Regions from separate parts of the Zea mays genome. Here region 1 is linked to region 2. The links are chromatin contacts, called in public Hi-C maps. All regions are on one chromosome and are shown on one strand. The core of a region is the stretch at or near the end of the contact, and the rest is flanking DNA. Distances in the headings are between cores, read along the strand shown. Region 1 holds the start of LOC100276768 (XS domain containing protein expressed). Region 2 holds the start of LOC103654528 (protein ROOT HAIR DEFECTIVE 3 homolog 2).

Evidence for each region. Hi-C and Micro-C count contacts between places; a contact is called where the count stands out from the background.
Region 1: a Hi-C map of leaf shows a contact between it and region 2, with 4 times the contacts expected there. The contact joins the promoter of LOC100276768 here to the promoter of LOC103654528 in region 2. A contact is called at or near these places in 6 of 25 Hi-C or Micro-C datasets (ear, leaf, root tip and 1 more).

Annotation. Positions count from the first base shown.
Region 1 is chr4:207,891,408-207,894,107 of Zm-B73-REFERENCE-NAM-5.0, forward strand. LOC100276768 (XS domain containing protein expressed) reads right to left here and starts at 1,441. Exons shown (of 3, transcript NM_001150482.2): 1 at 403-1,441. The coding sequence starts at 1,289. It overlaps LOC100273853 (putative H/ACA ribonucleoprotein complex subunit family protein), which reads left to right and starts at 1,647. Exons shown (of 4, transcript NM_001365801.1): 1 at 1,647-1,883; 2 at 1,998-2,146; 3 at 2,528-2,643. The coding sequence starts at 1,727.
Region 2 is chr4:208,136,364-208,139,063 of Zm-B73-REFERENCE-NAM-5.0, forward strand. LOC103654528 (protein ROOT HAIR DEFECTIVE 3 homolog 2) reads right to left here and starts at 1,330. Exons shown (of 22, transcript XM_008681363.4): 1 at 981-1,330; 2 at 454-520; 3 at 267-369. The coding sequence starts at 1,161.

The DNA of each region.
Region 1 (2,700 bases), core at 191-2,690, 240 kb before region 2:
ATAAGGTTTTACAACTAGGTGTTCCATAGCTAGTACTTCTGGACAAGGAATGGTCCATAGATTCCCTTCATAGTCACAGCCTCACAGGCCTACACAAGTACACACTATAGGATGTATAGACATGTCACATAATCTGAAAGGTTCTCTTTCAACTAAATAGCCTAAGAGCATTTTCCGGTGTGTGTGTGTGTGGGGGGGGGGGGGGGGGGGGGGCTATATGACCACAGCTAGGCACTGATGGCCAGGTATAATAAGATACTACCGACAAAGTTATGTTCATCAAACAGTGTTATATGTTGTATCACGCTAGGCATGAACATTTTAATTTTCTTGGTTGTAGACACTCAAATAAGCATCTTCGGACATAAGACAAGAACAGGGCTTTCAGATTTTTCAGCATACCTTTGACATACAGGGCACTTCAGCTGGGAAAGCTTCCCATTGGCCCAGTAATTCTTCTTATCCGCTTCATTCTCATTCATCAGTTTCACCATCTTAAGAAAGGCGCTCTTCAGCACCTTCGGGTCCACCCCCGTCTCCTCCACCTTCACCTGCTTCTCCACTTTCATCTGCTTCGCAGCATGCGCCTCAGACTTCTTCTGCAGCGTGCTTACGGAGGACTCCCAGGGCACAACACCATTGACCTGATCCTCCCACTTCCGTTTCGGAACAGGCAGCGGAAGCAGCCCGGCAGCGGGCAGGAGTGTAGGCATGGGTGGCGGAGGAGCCCACCGCTCGAGGGACGGGCGCGGCAGGGGCAGTGGGGGCGGTGGCGGCGCTAAGAGATGCGCGGGTATCGGCGGCGGCGGCTGGCGGAGCTGCGGCGGCGGCTCGCGCGGGAGAGCGAAGTAGGTGCGCACGGTGCCGTCAGAGAGCGCGACGGTGCGGCGGTCGAGGTCCTCCAGCCCGTACCGCGGTGGCGGCGGGATGGCTGCTATCACCGCCTCCACCGCGGCTACGGTGAGCAGCGGCCGCGACGGGGGCAGGGGCGGCAGAAGAGGCGACGCGCCGGGCGGAGGGTGGTGCTGCTCGTGAGGGTGAGGGAGCGGCGAGGGGACCAGAGGCGAGCGGCTGGCCTCCCCGTTGACGCTCGGGGTAGGCTCTGGGGGCGCGGAGGCGGCAGCGGCGTTGCCCGGGTTGGTCCGCTTGTTTGGGTTGGGGTCGGCGGCGGACGTCGAAGAGGACGACGCCTTGGAGGCAGCGACCTGCGGGTTCTGCGACGCCGCGGTGGGCGCCGCGGGCGGAGGCAGCGGCGTGGACTTGACCTGCGGATTGGCGGCGGACATCATGCCGGAGGATTTCTAGGGTTTCGTCGGGATTGGAAGTCGATTTTGGGGAAAAAGGGCTGGACTTGGTGGCTACATGGAGTACATGCGATGTGAGATAGATCGACTTTGACGAGTAGGACCAGATGTCATAGACACGTGAAGAGAACAGCCTCACTTGCTTCGGTCGATTACGCGATCTTTGAGGACACACATCAACGGCAAGGACTCTGGGCGTCCACATCACCGTCCACTGATCCTCTACCCGGCAGAACCACCGATCCAACGGCCACCATCCTGGGCCCACCTGTCAGCCTCCTAATGCACCACACCAAAACCCCGCGCCCGCCATGCTAAAACCCTAATAAACCCTGCACCTCCATCGCACCCTCTCCGCCGCCAAGACCATCCTCGCATCCGGGTTGCCAGCTCTCCTTGAGCCCAGAAGCACACCGCGCGCCATGCGACCACCGAGAGGGCGAGGCGGTGGTGGCCGGTTCGGCGGAGGAGGAGGCCGGGGCCGCGGCGGGGGCCGATTCAGCGGTGGTGGCCGAGGTGGCGGCGGGGGCCGCTTCGGCGGCGGGTTCCGCGACGAGGGCCCGCCCGCGGAGGTCGTCGGTCGGTGCCACCCATACTCCTACCCACTCCCCGTCAGGGTATTGGCTCCTTTTCTGGTATTCTCGTTTTTTTCTGACCTTCTGGTGGGGTTTCTGTCTGTCTTGGCGTGCGCAGAGGTTTCGACGTTCCTGCACGCGTGCGAGGGGGAGGCGGTGACGAAGCTCACCAACGAGAAGGTGCCCTACTTCAACGCGCCCATCTATCTGCAGAACAAGACCCAGATCGGCAAGGTTGAAGAGATCTTCGGCCCCATCAACGAATCCGTGAGCACCTCCTCGCCTCCCTAATCTAAAAAAAACTACTCTTTTTTACGTCCTCGTGGGTACTCGAGGTTGTGGTGCATTTCTAATGTGGTAAGAGCAATAATATTGGCGTAGCTTGTTGAAGGTGTTTTGCTTAGAGACGGTGAGGATTTGGTGCGCGATTTTGCATATTTGTAGTCTTGTAGTGAGGTCCTTGTTGTAATAGCAGTGCACCAAGATTTTGGGATATGTTGCCACATTTGTACTGTAAAACGACGACACGGAGCATGATATTCTGATGTGTCATTTAGTAAGGCAACTCTTGTTGAGGGAACTTTGGAATTTCTGCTTTAGCTATGCTACTAATGTTATCGTGAATATGATCTTTTTTTGTATGTGTAGTATTTCTCTGTGAAGATGATGGAGGGGATCATTGCAACATCGTACAATGAAGGCGACAAGTTCTATATCGACCCAATGAAATTGCTGCCGCTCTCACGCTTCCTGCCACAACCAAAGTATGAGCTCGTTGTTGTTTATGCTGCATTGTTTGCTTGCCATTTTGTGAAAATGGA
Region 2 (2,700 bases), core at 80-2,579:
AAACACAACCAATTTCTTCTTGACAGGTTAAATGCCATAGTACATAGCAAATCAGGTACTTGAAATTGTGATTTGGCAAGCCGTCAGCACATAATGAGTAATGGTAATGCGCAAGGCACAACACAGCGAACATGCTATACACGGAGGACCATCACCCATCAGTCAAACAGCAATGTCGAACATGGACAACACAATTTGATGAGAAAGAAGAACACTGTCCGGGAACATTTAAGTGGAGAAATAGCTGCAAGTAGAATAACTTTCACCTGCCCTCGCTCCCTCCCGTCCGTCCCCTCCAGGTCCAGCACAACAGTGAACGGCTCGATCCCAGCAGCCTTGGCGATCCAAATGCCCTTGGTGGTCTGGTGCCTGGCGTGGAACAGAAGGAGCAGCACATATCACACCACAGATGCGGATGATGTAACAAGAAATGCTTTTGTGCACAGTGTTTACCTTCCTTTCAAGGCATCCATTTCCCTGAAGCTTGTCCCGAAGAGATGGTTGAGCAAGGTACTTTTCCCTGGCCGGCGTACAAAGCAGCACCCATTAGAGACGGGCCCTGAATCTAATCCGACAAAATCGCTAAATGACGGAATTGAAACTGGAGCCTAGCAGAGCTCGGCGATCATTACACGCTACATGGACGGAGAACGAATCAACTGTGCAGTAGTAATAATGTAATATATTTATTTAGACGTAGATTGGCAACGGTTGTCAACTTGTAATTGTACGTGGGTGATTGTCGGTCCTTCACCGATCAATCCCCACGAACAACTGACACGAAGGTAAGCAAAGACGCGAAAATTTCATCCGGGACATAACTGAATGTCTGAAACTCTGAATCCGTTCACTACGCCGTCTGCGCGAAACCCAGCGTGGACGCCGCAGGCCGCAGCACCTTGTACCAGAAGCAGAGTGGAAGGGAGAGACCGGGGGGAGGAGCAGCAGGGGAGGGTGACGCGGCTGAAGTAAGTACGTACCGCTGCCCTGGGGTCCGAGGATTGAGACGACGGCGTAGGAGAGGCCCCGCCCCTGGAGCCCCGCGGCGGCGGCGAACCGCTCGATCGCGGCCGCGTCCATCTCTCCGTCCGCGCCCACCACCTGCGCCGCGTGGCACTCGCCGTCCCGGCCGCCGACTCCGACGGCCCCCGTGGCGTCCATCGATCCCCTCTCGCTCGCCGGAGAACCGAAGCAAAGCAACCCACGAGCAGGGCCGGAACCGGAACCCGGAAGCGACGCGACGGCGAGTGAGAGAGTCAGAGAGAGAATGGGAGGCGCCGCGAAGGCAGACAGGTGTCGCGTTGCGCGCCGCTGTGGAGAGAGAGGGGTTTATACGTTGGTTTACGGAAGGAATAGAAACGGCCGATGGAATTGAGAGCGAGCCAGGAAAGGGAGCTATCCAGGGGCTTCCAAGACATACGTGGCTACAACAAAACGATTGCGTCCAAATAGTTTGGCCACGTCACTCATGGTCCGCAGCCGATTCTTCTTCCCTTCTTTAGAGCGATTCAAATTCAAATAAATTTTGACTCACTGCTCTAATGTATAAAAACAAGTTAAAATCAAAGCCGATCAGACCTCTATCTAACAAGACCTAAATTACTGAAACATAAGACAAATACATTCAGAAAAACACAACCATGTAAATTTTATGTTTTCAGTCGCATGTAATTTTTTATGTTTTTAGTTGCATGCAAATTTAGTACACCACTCCTGAGGATGGATTTTATAATGTGACAGCTCTAGGTCATGTTTGTGCCATCTAACCCTTCTTGAGTTCTCTTGCCACCTCACACCACGCGCTCCTCTACGTGCTTGCAGCGTCGTACAGCACAGCACATATGACATCCTTATCGAATTCTAGCAAACTAATTTTGTGTACGTGTATAGTTTACCCCGTTGGTTATGGTATTGCCTTCAGACCATTTCGGGCCATCTGAACATCCTTATCGAATTCTAGCAAACTTCCGTTGATTATGGTATTGCCTTCAGACCATTTCGGGCCATCTGAATGCTGGGCTGCTTCTTTTTTTTTTGTCGCTGTAGGCCCGACGCAGGAGGCCTTATCCGATGTTATCATGTTAATGATGGGCTGTTCCATGGTTCAAGAAGAATGGAGCGCTGCTTCATTAGTCCAAATTTCCAAATATCTCCCGGCTTATTATTATTATTTATCTTAGTTTAACTCGATTTTTAATGACTTTTCAAAGTACATCAGTGTGCTGTATGTATATCTTTTATCAAAGTACATTAGTGTGCTGTATGTATATGTTTTATACATTCCCCAAGTGACCAAGATATATCGGAAGAGGCAACTTGAAGACCTTGCCAAGGAAGGGTCATAGCCGTAGGTAGGCAGCCTATTGCAAGAACCGTATCTAGCTTGTCTACAATCACAGTGCCACTATTCTTCTGAGATACAAGGTGTATATCCTGGGTTTGTCTTAAAGTTTTTAAAATATCTAAAATTTAACTAACTTTATAAAGAAGTGAAATAGAGTATTTGCCATTATAAACTATGATAGTCTGCCTCTTTGATATGATATAGGTTCACACTGCTATCTATAACGTAACATATATTTAGATAGTTTATTTTGGCCTATGACATGCATAGAATTAATTCAGTTTATATTGGGGCGTACTACTTGCACCAACCAGCATTTGTCGCCAAAATGTATAGTGTATTGAAATGGATTTCAC